5 separate regions of the Sus scrofa genome follow, and all the other regions are linked to region 3. A link is a contact called in public Hi-C and promoter capture Hi-C data. All regions are on one chromosome and are shown on one strand. The core of a region is the stretch at or near the end of the contact, and the rest is flanking DNA. Distances in the headings are between cores, read along the strand shown. Region 1 holds the start of ESYT1 (extended synaptotagmin-1). Region 2 holds the start of NABP2 (SOSS complex subunit B1). Region 3 holds the start of ATP5B (ATP synthase subunit beta, mitochondrial). Region 4 holds the start of MYL6 (myosin, light chain 6, alkali, smooth muscle and non-muscle). Region 5 holds the start of COQ10A (coenzyme Q-binding protein COQ10 homolog A, mitochondrial).

Region 1 (2,700 bases), core at 136-2,635, 470 kb after region 3:
CTTGACTCTCTCTGCCTAGTGTCAACTTTGATTCCCCCTAGAGTGGCACTTCTGCTGGGAGGAGCAGGAAGGGAGGGCCGGGGAGGGGCCAGGTAACGGCTCGGCCTCTGCAAGGCCTGAGCCATCTGAGTTCCTCACCACGAGATAGGGGGTTGTAGGAATAGGGTCCTGGCCCCAACCAAACAAGCCAAGCGCAGCCCAGTCCGGAAAAGGGTGGGGCCGGGGCGGTGGAGTGTGGGTAGCGGGCACTGCAGCAGTCGCATTACCCTCCCCCCCAGCACCCCGCCCTTTGTCCAGCAGCCGCCTCCGCTGCGCTGCGGCCAGGCCGCCTAAGGCTGGAAGACGAGGGCCTTAGGGTGCGTCCAGGTGCGGGGGGCCTCGACGGGGCAATGCTCCCGGGATACCCGAGGACAAGAGCGGGAAAGGGAGAACAACCTTATCGGCTTAAATAGGTTAAAAGAAAAAAAAAAAAATCTTGGGGAAGACAGGAAAGATGAGGGCACCCTCTGAGCGGGACTGGGGATGCCCAAGAGTGAGTGGCACCAGAAACGAGGAGGGGCCTTTGAGCGGCTTGGTTGAGGGAAGAGCCACGGCTGAGACGGGCTCCCCAGATGTTATTACTGCTCTTGCCCAAGCGTAGAGGAAGAAGTCTTGATTCCATGAAAGAATCGGGATCCGGGCGTGCGGAAAGGGGGAGGGGGGATAATGAACAGTAGGTCCCAAGAGTGGCGCGTCCCAGAAGGCAGGCGGTTAGCGGGCCACAGGGGAAAGTCTGGGGCCCATCAACCCAAGGTGGGAAGCTGACTTTAGGGATAGGCAGGAAGAGCCCTAGGACTGAGGGGCCAAAGGGGGTTATGCTGCACCGAGGACTGAGGGTGGTCGCTCACCCAGGCAGGTAGCTCTCGCTGGCTCATGTAAAGAGTTTTCGCCGTGAGCCGCTCCTCATCCTCCAGGAGCTGCTGCGCTACTCGAAGGCTCCGTTCTTTCTCCTCGCGGACCCGGCGCCAGCCCAGGTAGAGGGCGAGGCCGAAGAGCACGAAACCCACGCTGAGTCCCATGGCCCCGGCTAGGTACACCGGCACCAGCACCAGCAACCGCCGCCCGAAGGAAGTCAGCACAGCCAGGGCCTCACCCGCCGCGCCTGGTCCAGCAGGTTGGTTCCCAGAACTCTGGTCCGGCTTTGTGGGAGCAACGGGGGGCTGGTCAGGGGGGTCGGAGGGAGCGTAGGGTTGGTCCACGGGACTGGAGCGGTCTCCAGGAGAGCGCTCCATGGTGCCGCCTCTGGGAGGACACGCCCGGCCCAGAGACCGACTAGAGGTTGCCTAGCCTTGCGACCAGCTCCCCTCTTACGAACCAAAAACCCCAGAATGGGGGAGGGGACTTAAAGCCACGCCCCCTCATCCTGATGGTTCGGGTTGGTCCGCGCCGCATAGACCAAGGTGGAGTCAAACGCTCGAAGCCCCGCCCCCTTCCGCGGGTAAGGGAAAGGGCTCGGGAGAGGCAGGACCTTGCTGATTGGACCAGAGTGCCAAGATGAGCGGTGTGGGATGGCGGGAAAAGAAGGAAAAAGGCTAAAGAGCAGCATATGATTAGCTAGAAAGAGAAGGAGGCGCGGCGTACCATTTAAAGGAGAGAGGCGGGACCGGGAGCTCCCCCACGTGGGATTGGAGTGCCTGTGGTATGACGTCATGCAGAGCCGCACCGCCAATTACTTCGTATTGGAGGCAGCTGGAGTCGCGAAGTTGAGGGGTTGTGGAGGGTCGGGATTCCCTTACACACCATTCGGACAATTTGGGCAGGATTTGGCCTGGAAATCCTACATGTTCATTTGTCAGCTTTCCCTAGTTTTCATACTTTAAGCACATTCCTTATCCTTCCCTTTTTTTTTTTTTCTCGCTGTCCTTACAAAAGGAAAGGAAATTACCCTATTTGGAATGAAAGTGTTGATGACTGACCCTGTCTATCCTGTTCCCAGTCCTCTACCTGGTCTATGGGTTGCAGCGACAGACTGGAGAAAACGAGAATCGGAGAATTAAGGGTTGAGATAATCCAGCCTTCAGGCAACAGAAGGGAAAAAAAAAAAAGGGAGTGAATAGGAAGTGAAGATTTATTTTCCTTTAGAAATCTCTTCAGTTCATTCTATCTCCAAGAGTTAATCATCTCTGTTTTAAAGATTAAAATTAAATTGGCTGGTGGGGGGCGAGGGGGCTCAGCTGCAGCAGAAACGATTACATTTTCCAAGAATTTCCTGACCCTTGACAACGGCTAGGACACTGAAGTGGGAAATCCGGAGTTCCAGTCGTGGCTCAGTGGTTAACAAACTCGACTAGTAACCATGAGGTTGCCTATCCGATCCCTGGTCTTGCTCAGTGGGTTAAGGATCCCGCATTGCCGTGAGCTGTGCTGTAGTTCTCAGACGTGACTCAGATCCCTCCTGGCTGTGGTGCAGGCTGGCAGCTACAGCTCCAACTTGACTCCTAGCCTGGGAACCGCCATATGTCACAGGTGCAGCCCTAAAAAGACAAAAAAAAAAAAAAAAAAACCAAAAAACCCCAAAAAACAAACAAAAAAAACACAACCAATAAAATGGGAATCAAGGGTAAAGAGACAATCCTGTTTCTCATTTGCCTGAGTTATAAGGAAGGTTTAGAATACAGTCAGATGTAGAACTAAATTCTACATTGCACTGCAGGTTTAGGA
Region 2 (2,700 bases), core at 53-2,552, 370 kb after region 3:
GCACACAGCAGGCAGTTTCCTCCTGTTCTCCAATTTCTCTAACCTGCATCTTTATTTCTGATTTAGATTCCTCATCTTTCATGCATTATCCAGCTTGGTCAAGGTCTCTGGAGAAAGTCGCACTCACACGGGAGACAATAGACACACACCCACATCCTTTGGAAGTAATGGAATTGGGGCACAGAGAACAACATTTGCATTAGTCCCTCACAGTTTGATCAGTTTTTTTTTTTTTTTTTTTTTTTTTTTTTTTTTTTTTTTTTTTTTTTTTTTTTTTTTTTTTCGGCATATTCCAGGAATGGCTGAGCCACCAGAGCAGCACGCAATCGAGGCGTTGCACCACCTCACCAGTTTGCAAAGGAATCAGTTTCTAATGGACACAGTTTCTAATGCACTTATCTCACTAGATCTCAGGGTCCCCCCTGAGGGCTGAAGAAGCCCTAATCTGTAGTTTCCTTTGAGACTTGTTTCATAATCAACAAAAGGTAGCTAGCTCTGTAAAGTGTATAAACCAATCACATATAAACAATGTACATACATGTGTATTACTATTTGCTTAGAGAATATCCATAATAAATACTGCTTAATATCAGATTAGCCTAAGAGGCTATATGATTGTAATGCTTTGGTTTGCTTAATCAATCCCTTACCTTCTCCTAGAGGGCTTTAGACTCCACCTTGACTTTCCTTGGAGCTCAGGTTCTCTCCCTCCCACACCCCCAGCCACGGTGTTGTACCCTAAGGAAATCAAACCACAACCCCAGAAGAGGAGCATTTTATCTCCCTCTCTCCCCTTAGGTGTTTCAAGGAACTGTACGAGCGTTCGGAAGGTCGACGTAAATACCGCAGGAGTGTAGCTAGGAGAGGCAGGCAACCCGCTGAGCACCCTAGATCAAAGTTTTCCGATCAGACACTCCCTCATTCCCCACCCCGTGGTCGCCTTGTTGACTACAGTATCCATTCCCATGACTATGAGTCATAAGATCGGCTCCGGGATGCTGACCACAGCTCTGGAAACGGGAGAGGGGCCGGGCAGACGGCAGGTCACACTGCAGGCCGGCCTCCTAGCGACGATCTCGCACCAAGCCGCATCAGCTTTAGGGCACGGAACCGGTGCACCCTTCGAAATAGAAGTCTCGCGCTCCGGGAGAGTCGGCCTCCAGCTCGGCCCCCGACTTTCAAGCACGGAAGAACATAGAGTCCTTCCTCCCAAATGGCTATACAGTTCTCGCTGGGACCATAAAGACTTCCGGTGTGGAACGGAGGCCTGGCTAGCCCTCACTCTCCTCGTTGGCCGCTCGTGGTTTCTAGCCCAAGGCTGAGTTAAACAAAGGGGCGGGGCTTGGTGACGAGTTTCCGCCAGGTTGCGTAGCAGCGGTGGGCGGGGCCAAGGCTCAGTCTCACAAGGCGACGAGTGGTCGGAACCTTATCCCCTCTCCTTCTCCTTCCCCTTCCCCTTCCCCTCCCAGGATAGGCTGGCACCCGGCACCAGGGTTATCCCGTGGCTGCTGCGGCCTCAACTCCAACGGGTCGGGGCACGGAGAGTCCAGACCGCTTCCAGGGCGGTGCGTACGGCGCCTGCGCAGGCTCCCACCTAAAGGAGGGCGTGGGAGGGGAGGGGGCGATGTCCCAGGGGGATTGGGACCGGGGTTCGAGATTTTGGAGGTCAGGCGAAGGGACGGGAGTAAAGATGAAAAATGGAGGAAGGGAGGAGTCCAGAGGTGGTAAAGGAGCGCTGGAGGGTGCCTTGTTGGGGAGGCCCATTGGAGTGTGGGAGCCTTAAGAAGTACGAGAGGGGGCCTAGGCCGGCTGGAGGACCGGGGGGGGGGGCCGGGATTTGGGTGCACAACGTGGTATTTAAATGGACAGTGATTGACGGGCCGGAAGGGTAAGCAGGGAACCATCTGGGGGACAGCCTGCGCAGGGGCGGTGGAACCTGAACCCCCGCCCTCGAAGCGCCATAGCTTGGCTCCTCTCCCATGCCTTGTCTTTGGCAGCCTTGTCTTCCTCCTCCATTCCTTTCCCCTCTCTCCCTCCCACCCCTCCATGAAGGAATCTCACATTCCTTACATCCGTGACTTGAGTTTGCAGCCAGTCCCTCTTCGCGGGCTTCACACACCAGAAAGCCTTCTCCAAGCCAAAGCGTAAGAGAAATTGAGGAGTGAGGAGGAGGGGGCTGGAGAAGGAGCAGAAAGCTGAGAGGGGTGAGGGTGTTTGGCATTGGGACAGACAGACATCTTCCCCATTCAGAAAGTAACTTCATTCCACCTGGTAGCAAATGTGGCTGTTAATGAGACCACTGAGCCACTGTCCTTAGGGACCGGGCTGTGATAGTGATAGTCTAATCCCTTTCTATACAGGTGGTTTTAGTCTGACAATAGAACAAGAAGCTGATAGTGTTGCAGGCTGATAGTTTTCCCCTAGTTAGGAATGGGGTAAGACTCATGGAGGGAATCTGAGTGTTGCAGTAATATTACTGCCCTGTGTGTCCAGCCGACTTTGCGGCTGTGGCGGGTTCCCAGTATTGGGGAAGAAAGTTTCTTTCAGGCATTTCCTCCTGGGCCTCATGGGCCGTCTGAATTTACTTGGCATTCTATTACTGCAGATATCTTACCTGAGAATAAGTGGTATTCAGTTTCCTTTCACATTTATTATGTCATTTGACAATATGTAAGGTAGGTAAGGCAGATATCATTTTCC
Region 3 (2,700 bases), core at 17-2,516:
CAAAAGGCACTGTTCTGAATGCTTCTTTTATATTTTAATGTACTTAATTTTTGAGACAACGTGAAATTATCCTAATTTTATTTTGTCTTTTGTCTTTTTAGGGCCGAACCTGTGACATATGGAGGTTCCCAGGCTAGGGGTCTAATCAGAGCTGGGTTTGTTTGTTTTAGTTTTTTGTCTTTTTGCCTTTTCTAGGGCTGCTCCTGTGGCATATGGAGGTTCCAAGGCTAGAGGTCTAATCAGAGCTGTAGCCACCGGCCTATGCCAGAGCCACAGCAACGCAGGATCCAAGCTGCATCTGTGACTTACAACACAGCTCACGGCAACGCCAGATCCTTAACCCAATGGGCGAGGCCAGGGATCAAACCCTCAACCTCATGGTTCCTAGTCAGGTTGGTTACCGCTGAGCCGCCACAGGTACTCCTTATTGCATTTTTTGTTCAAATGTTTTTCCTTTTTTTTCTTTTCCTTTTTTTTTTTTTTTTTTGTCTTTTCTTGGGCCGCTCCCGCGGCATATGGAGGTTCTCAGGCTAGGGGTCTAATCGGAGCTGTAGCCGCCAGCCTACGCCAGAGCCACAGCAACGCGGGTTCCAAGCCGCGTCTGCAACCTACACCACAGGTCACTGCAACGCCGGATCCTTAACCCACTGAGTGAGGCCAGGGATCAAACCCTCAACCTCATGGTTCCTAGTCGGATTCATTTCCGCTGCGCCACGACGGGAAGTTCCTCCAAATGTTTTTCTTTAAAAGTGAAATCCTAAGTCTTATCTTTGCCTTCTGAATGTCTAGCATATATTTTTTATACGACTGGTTACATTAATTTCATTGTAGCCTTAATTCTGTCCAGATTCCTCAACTGCTGAGTTGTCTGAAAGCTTCCAATGTCACTACTGCAAATAAAAACTGTGTTTGACTCCTGCGTTAGCCAAGGTCATTGTTTGTGGTGCTTTACGACGCTACCACTTCCCTAACCTTGCGGGAGGCTGTCACCTAGCTCAAGGTCCTATCTAAGGAGAGAGCCCAAGGACAGCCAAAGACAGCCCACGTGCTTCCTCACAGGAACTCGGCCCCTTCCCCAAACGCAGTTCCGCCAAGTAATCTTTCCAACTGACATACCTGTTGTCCAATTGCATTTGGAGGCTCTGAGGGTTGCACTCAACCGGACACTGTCCAATAAAAAAAAGGAATTCAGATTAGCACCAATTTTGGCCAATGATTGAGATGAAGAGAGATTATTAGCCTATAGGAGCGATGCTGAGAGTGATAAGCAGCAAGATGATCCAACGGACGTGCCTACTGCAGAGTAGGCCCCGCCCCCAACTGCGGGGAGTTGGCGGCCAGACTGCTGCAGCGCTCAGTCTCTACCCGGGCTCCGCCATGTTGGGCTTTGTGGGTCGTGTGGCCTCTGCCTCGGCCTCTGGGGCCTTGCGGGGACTCAGCCCTTCAGCGCCGCTACCCCAAGCCCAGCTCTTACTGCGGGCCGCTCCGGCAGCGCTCCAGCCTGGTAAGTGCCTTGCATTCGGAGCTGGTTTCGTTTCTGTCGCCTCATGACCTTGAGCTGGGGGTGGGGGGGAGATAGACTCTCGGGCCTAAGGGTCTGTGGTGCAAGAAAACGCCCGATCCCCTGCCTTGTCCTCTAAACTGCAGGAGAACAAAAATGATATAGTTCAGTCACATTTTGGAAGAGGGGCGTTGTGTGAACGAAAAGTGCAGGCAGGTGCATTGACCTTCCGGTGCAGTGCGGACACCGACCTCTCAAATAATGAGATTTTGTGCATGAGAATGGCAAGATGGTGCAGGCACTTTCTCTGTTCTAGCGGGGCCCTCCCTTTAGACCCGCCTTCCGTGTAAACGGAAGGAGGCCGGGCCTGGGCTCAATTCACCAGTCCTTCTGACCTTTAACTGTCCTGACCCTATCATCTTCCAATATCTTTTTTTTTTTTTTCTGTTAGCCAGAGACTATGCCACTCAACCATCTCCATCGCCAAAGGCAGGCGCCGCCACTGGGCGAATCGTGGCAGTCATTGGTGCAGTGGTGGATGTCCAGTTTGATGAAGGACTGCCACCCATCCTAAATGCCCTGGAAGTGCAAGGCAGGGAGACCAGGCTGGTTTTGGAGGTGGCCCAGCATTTGGGTAAGTACAACATGTTAAGAATAATGAAGGTCTTCGATGCAATTATCCCAAAAAACCAGGCTGTCTTCCTTCTGTGATGATTTTATCAAGATGACTTTCGTTCTTCTGAGTTTCCTGAAGCCACATTTAGATACTGAGAAGGAGTCTTGGTTGACTTAGGTGTTTGATGCCAGCTGTTTTTCATTAAATATGAAGTCAATTTGTCTTTATGTATAATCTTGCAATGTCTGTCTGACAGGTGAGAGTACTGTAAGGACCATTGCCATGGATGGTACAGAAGGCCTGGTTAGAGGCCAGAAAGTCCTAGATTCTGGTGCACCAATCAAAATTCCTGTTGGGCCTGAGACCTTGGGCAGAATCATGAATGTCATTGGAGAACCTATTGATGAGAGAGGTCCCATCAAAACCAAACAGTAAGTATCCCTCTTGTTCCATCTGCACACAAAGAAACTGCTTTTCCTAGCAGTTCTGTACATCAAGTGACACCCTCTAGTACAGTGGAATTTTCTTGCAGAGAATACACAGTCAGTGCAGTTTCTTCTGAAGAAAATTAAGGTTGTAGAAA
Region 4 (2,700 bases), core at 136-2,635, 430 kb after region 3:
CCGGAGACTGCGGGCCTGCCACCATGCTGAGCAGGTTGTTCTGAGGACTCTTACCATCACTCTTGGGGTTCCCCAGGACCTTGAGCACCTCGGCGTTGGTGGGGTTCTGGCCCAGGGCCCTCATCACGTCCCCACACTGGCTGTACAGGATCTTGCCATCCCCTGTTCGGTCAAACAGCTGGAAGGCCTCCTTGAACTCTGAGGATTCGGATAAACATCAGCACCTGGCAGGCACAGATGAACCCAAACCCTCCCTCACAGTCCCCGTTGCCCATTCAACTTTAATCACGCTGAGGAAACCAGATATTTATACCACTGTACACCCAAGCCCTCTAAGAGGGATCTAGTGTCCCTTCTTCCCAACTCAGGTGTCCCACATAAAGACAGCTCTCCTCAAGCCCTGGCAGAGTGGTAACTGCCATTTCCATACCCCCTCTGCCTACAGCAAGCCTGCCCAGCCTCCTCACTACAGTACTCAGGGCAGGAATTTGCCACCGCCCAGTCTGGGCCTTGTCCTTATAAGGAAGTGGGAGCAGCAGCCTGGGACTGGGGTCATCCCAGCCTGCCACTCTCACCCCTTCAGTACAGAAAGAAATCTTTCAGAGAGTATAGCTGCAAAGAAGCGTCCTCAACAAACTCCCCTGTACCAGCAAAACAACAGGTCACTGCTTCTTACAACCTTCACAATTCCAAGCTGGGGGAGGGGGAAAGTTAGCACAGGAGGAGAGAAGAGGCAGAAGGAGGTGATTAAGGAACAGAGGAGCACAAGCAGCTTAATACATCACTCCCGAGCCCCACACACGGCAGACATTGGTGGCCAAGCTGTTTCACATGCTCACACCACCTACAGAACTCACCCGGTGCTTGGGGCTCAGATCTAGAGTAGAAAGGGAGGGAGGAAGAAAGATTGAGAAAAGAAAATGGAGGCCCAGAAGGAGGGAGAAGGGAATCCACGAGGTACTCCCTTGTGGGTGCTGAAGAAATGACAGGTAGGGGGTAGGTGCTAGAAGGAATGTCCCTCTCCCTAAGCATGACCTCAGCGGGGTCAGAGATTACCTACCTGCGGTCTGGTCCTCGGTGAAGTCACACTGCTCGGAGAAGAGGGGAGCGATCAGCATCTTAACTCCAATCCCCCAAGCTTCCAGCCCCGTCCCAAGAACTCTGAACCACGAACTCCTGTTCCATCCTGGGCACTCTCGCTTCCCAGCAGGGCAGGCTCTCAACATCTCCAACCCCACCTCCAACCCTCAAGTCCCTTTGCCCCCTACCTTCTGCCTTCTCTTCGCCCCCTACCCCCGGCTTCCCGCCTCTCGCCCCCAATCCCGCTCATCCTCCCAGCCCCGGGCCCCACCATCTTGACTGCTTGGCTCTGCGGGACCTTTTCCTGCAGTAATGGCTCCGGTTCTCGGCCCAACCCTAGTCTTAGTACGTCCCAATGACGTCACCCTCCGTTGACCCAGCCAATAGGGATCCTGGCCCGGTCTTATGCAGATGCTGCTGCTACATTAGTAAGGAGGTGGGCGGGGCCCGCTGCGGCTCATTTTTCAGAATAGTCCTACCCGGGGCACAGAAACCGCAGAGGAGGGTGGGGTGGGGCGCAAGGAATCTCCTCCTGCGAGCCGCAGGAAAATCGGGGGATGTCGGATTTGGGAGAGGAGATCCCTCCCTTTCCTTCCTTCCCTCCCCCACCTCTGAAGAAAGCAAGAGTCGGAGGTTTAGGGGAGGAACCGTCACTTTATTTTGAAACAATAGGTGGCCTCCTAGCGGCAGGAACTTGCTTTCGCCCGCGAGGGGTAGGGGGACTCCTTGTCGAGCCCCACTGCACCTGTGGAAAAAGATGAACGTTGCCAAATCCTGGAGCTCAAGCGCGCAGCAGGACGTGGAAACGTATGTCTCTGGTAGAGGGAAGGGAAGCAGGCTGGCCTCACAAGGCGAAGTGGGAGGGCCCTACCTGTAGAGCTCAGACGCTCAGGATGTGCTTCAGGAAGGCTGCAGAGAGAGGAGGCAAGAGGGGCTTCAGAAGATGGTCTTGATAATCCATCTGACTTTAGATAATTTGGGCCACAGGACGCGCCCCCACATACGAGGAGCCTCATGCTTCCCCTCTTCCCCTGTCTCTTCAGCTCCTAGCCGCTCACCTTCATAGTTGATGCAGCCGTTGCTGTCCTCATGTCCTGCCAGAACTGTCTCCACCTCCTCTTCAGTCATCCTCTCTCCTAAACCCCAGACACAGCGTTTTAGCCCCTGCCTTCCCTCCCTCATCAACCCAGGCCTCATTCTTCTGGGTGGTACCTCTTCTCCCACCCTGGAGACTTGCCCATAGCAACAGTCCCCCAAGAGAATCCTGTCCTTGTAATGCGCATGCCTTGAATGCCTCCCAGCATCTTGCTTTCCATTTCACCTCAGTTACACCTGGTGAAAGCTCCACAGACAAGGAAACTGAATTTCAGAGGATTAAGAGACACATACCATATCACAGAGGCCAACCATCTCTTCCAAAATAGAAGCTCAGATCTCCCATCTCATCCCCTTTCCTCTGCCCTTTGGGAGGCATCTGTACCCCAGAAGCAGGCTCTGACCTTCTCGGTCTTCTGCCCATGACCTCCAGGACAGTAATCCCTCCCTGGCTCTGCCTGCTTGGCTAACCTTCTTCTTGGTTCACCCCCTCCTCTCCACCCCACAGTTCTGGTCCCTGCCTCA
Region 5 (2,700 bases), core at 160-2,659, 330 kb after region 3:
GGTCAGCAGCTACAGCTCCAATTCGACCCCTAGCCTGGGAACTTCCATACGCCGTGGGTGCGGCCCTAAAAAAAAGTGTTAGCTCATATTGTGCTCAGAATAATAAAGTCAGGTCAGCAGAGAAATAATACCCTGTTGTCATGTTGTCCAACTCTAGTCACATTTCACTTAATGCACAGCAACAAAGAAGGGGGAAATTAAGGCCGACAGAGGAGGATAAAGGATCGGTAATATAGCTGGGGAGAATGGGATGGCCAGGGATGAATCCTGCCCCCTATCGCCATCCTTATGTTCTAGCCAGGACATAGTTTTTTGTTTAGAGGGAAAGGGAATGTGCAGAGAAGCTAAACAGGAGAGGATGCTCACCCCATGATCCTACGCTCGGAGTAAGCCTTTCGCTTGTTGGTGAAGGGGGCAGCAAAGCCCATAAAGGAACGTCTGGGAGATAAGTCAGCCTCAGCCGCCAAGACCTGGACAGCCCGGGGCAAGAAGAGGCTGCAGGACATCAGAAATCTAAGGCCAAAAGGAAAGGAGAGAGAAACGTCACGAATCTTTCCTTGTGTTCCTCAACCAGGTGAAAGTGAAGAGGGGCATATCCCCGAGGAAGGTCGTCCAGACAAGCTTTCCCCCTAGCACCTGCTGCAGCCCGCCAAGCTCCCCAGCCAGGCAGTCACGAGTGCGAAAAGGTCGAGGGCGGCTGAGGACAGTGCCCAGAGAGGAGATGGGAAAAAGCGGGGTGCGTGCGAAGCTCCAGTTGCCTTAGACTGGAGGGTACGCTGTTGCTGAATGCGAGGGCTCTAAAGAAACATCATAGTCCGCTGAGCCTCGCCAACCGCATTGGTGCAGGATGCCCATGAGGGGCAAGAAGTGGTTCGGTACCCACCCTGGGGACTCCGCCTCGCGAAAAACTCGCAAAAGAGTCCCCAAAGCTCTGCATTAGATGCCACGGTGCCGCTGCCGTCCACGCTGCGCTTGCAGCCAGACTCGCAACCCTCCATCACGGAACTTCGGGGTACTGGAAGACCCTCTTTGCTCGCGCGCTGCCTCCCGCACCACCGTCTCACCTCATTGGTCCTGGCGGTCGCAGAGGGCCCGGGGGCGGGGCCGGGCGCACAGAGAAGCCACCGCAACCCCGGGCAGCGGCGCGCGTACCCGCCGGGAGCCGCCGCGCGCCCGCCGAGGCCATGCGCGCGACCCTCCCTTGCCCTTTTGGCTCTGATACCCGCTGCGCCTTCCTCACTCCAGAGGAAGAGCGGAGGGAAGCGATCGCTGGGCGAGTTCAGGGCCCCCGAGGGCCGGGCCGGCGGCTCCTCCCGCCCGGGCGACTGGGTAGCCTAGAACTGAAGCCGCGACCGCTGCTCCCGCGGCTCTCAGTACCCCCACGTCACGCTGTTGCCATGGCTCAGGACCCGGAGAGGGGGGAAGGAAGGGGACCACGCGGCCTGTCGGGAGATGTAGTTTCGCACCTCTGGCGAGAAAAGGGAGCTGGAGTTAGTGTTTGAAAGGATGCAGAACGAGGTCGCCAGGGAAACTAATTTAGCGAGTCCGTAGTCACAGACTTGATACATAAGCACAGAGGCGACTTCATGGGCCTGTCGACTGCAGAAGCCCGTGGGTCTTCTGAATGTTTTTCTTAGAACCTTTACCATATTTTGCCTTGTTTATAGTTAGAAGTTCCTTTGATCTTTGTAGCCTCCATAGTGCCTAGTATCTTTGAGAAAGAAAATTAAATTAACCTTCCAAGCTCTGGGATAAGAGTTTGCGTAGTTTTCTCTTTTGATATTTATAGAGGGAGTTCTCTTGTATCTCAGTGGGTTAAGGATTCAGCATTGTCACTGCAGCTCAGGTGGCAGGGTTCGATCTCTGGCCGGAGAACTGTAGGTACAGCCAAAAAAAAAAAAAAAAAGAAAAGAAAAAGAAAGAAAAAGATGTTTATGCTATTGCAGTGCAATTCAAGCCTCTCTGCTTTAGTCTTTAGAGCATAAATCTTTTTTTTGTGTGTGTGTGTGTCTTTTTGCCATTTCTTGGGCCGCTCCTGCGGCATATGGAGGTTCCCAGGCTAGGGGTCCAATCGGAGCTGTGGCCGCCAGCCTAAGCCAGAGCCACAGCAGGGCAGGATCCCAGCCGCGTCTGCGACCTACGCCACAGCTCACGGCAACACCGGATCGTTAACCCACTGAGCAAGGGCAGGGATTGAACCCGCAACCTCATGGTTCCTAGTCGGATTCATCAACCACTGCGCCACAATGGGAACTCCAGAGCATAAATCTTTAGCCATGCCCTCCACATTCAGGAAATCTTTAGCTGAGTAGTGTTGTGAGGGTGAGGGGATACAGCTAGCATCCATGAGGATGAGGATTTGATCCCTGGCCTTGCTAAGTGGGTTAAGGATCCAGCGTTGCCATGAGCTGTGGTTGTAGGTCCAAGAGATGGCTTGGATCCTGTGTTGCTGTGGCTGTGGCTGGCAGCTGCAGCTCTGACTCGACCCCTAGCCTGTGAACTCCCATATGCTGCAGATGCCCCCTCCCCCCAGAAAAGGAGTTCTCTTGTGGCTCAAGAGGTTAAGGATACAGCCATTGTCACTACAACAGCTTGGGTCTCTGCTAAGGCACGTGTTCCACCTGCTGGCATAAGAACACCTGCTGGGGGTAACTGCCAAAAGAAAAACAAAGACTGTTACTTTGGGGTCTAATTGTTGTA

Evidence for each region. Promoter capture Hi-C pulls out the DNA fragments that hold promoters and counts their contacts. A called contact is a pair of places that touch in the nucleus more often than the background predicts.
Region 1: a promoter capture Hi-C map of fetal liver shows a contact between it and region 3, with 4 times the contacts expected there. The contact joins the promoter of ESYT1 here to the promoter of ATP5B in region 3. A contact is called at or near these places in 2 of 5 promoter capture datasets (fetal liver and liver), 1 of 47 Hi-C or Micro-C datasets (heart right ventricle) and 1 of 2 datasets of contacts at active chromatin or transcription factors (alveolar macrophages).
Region 2: a Hi-C map of liver shows a contact between it and region 3, with 8 times the contacts expected there. The contact joins the promoter of NABP2 here to the promoter of ATP5B in region 3. A contact is called at or near these places in 1 of 5 promoter capture datasets (liver) and 2 of 47 Hi-C or Micro-C datasets (heart right ventricle and liver).
Region 4: a Hi-C map of liver shows a contact between it and region 3, with 7 times the contacts expected there. The contact joins the promoter of MYL6 here to the promoter of ATP5B in region 3. A contact is called at or near these places in 1 of 47 Hi-C or Micro-C datasets (liver) and 1 of 2 datasets of contacts at active chromatin or transcription factors (alveolar macrophages).
Region 5: a contact with region 3 is called in a promoter capture Hi-C map of liver, with 2.6 times the contacts expected there. The contact joins the promoter of COQ10A here to the promoter of ATP5B in region 3. A contact is called at or near these places in 1 of 5 promoter capture datasets (liver) and 1 of 2 datasets of contacts at active chromatin or transcription factors (alveolar macrophages).

The regions. Positions count from the first base shown.
Region 1 is chr5:21,516,641-21,519,340 of Sscrofa11.1, reverse strand. ESYT1 (extended synaptotagmin-1) reads right to left here and starts at 1,385. Exons shown (of 32, transcript XM_003126262.4): 1 at 888-1,385. The coding sequence starts at 1,271.
Region 2 is chr5:21,623,256-21,625,955 of Sscrofa11.1, reverse strand. It overlaps NABP2 (SOSS complex subunit B1), which reads right to left and starts at 1,302. Exons shown (of 7, transcript XM_005655605.3): 1 at 1,004-1,302. RNF41 (E3 ubiquitin-protein ligase NRDP1) reads left to right here and starts at 1,367. Exons shown (of 7, transcript XM_003481616.4): 1 at 1,367-1,565.
Region 3 is chr5:21,990,959-21,993,658 of Sscrofa11.1, reverse strand. It overlaps ATP5B (ATP synthase subunit beta, mitochondrial), which reads left to right and starts at 1,266. Exons shown (of 10, transcript XM_001929410.5): 1 at 1,266-1,504; 2 at 1,953-2,135; 3 at 2,374-2,548. The coding sequence starts at 1,276.
Region 4 is chr5:21,558,010-21,560,709 of Sscrofa11.1, reverse strand. MYL6 (myosin, light chain 6, alkali, smooth muscle and non-muscle) reads right to left here and starts at 1,385. Exons shown (of 7, transcript NM_001163997.1): 1 at 1,352-1,385; 2 at 1,061-1,088; 3 at 55-198. The coding sequence starts at 1,354. MYL6B (myosin light chain 6B) reads right to left here. Exons shown (of 8, transcript XM_003126266.3): 6 at 2,139-2,216; 7 at 1,952-1,989; 8 at 1,715-1,825. The coding sequence ends at 1,961.
Region 5 is chr5:21,663,961-21,666,660 of Sscrofa11.1, reverse strand. COQ10A (coenzyme Q-binding protein COQ10 homolog A, mitochondrial) reads right to left here and starts at 1,409. Exons shown (of 5, transcript XM_003126267.4): 1 at 1,065-1,409; 2 at 367-513. The coding sequence starts at 1,186.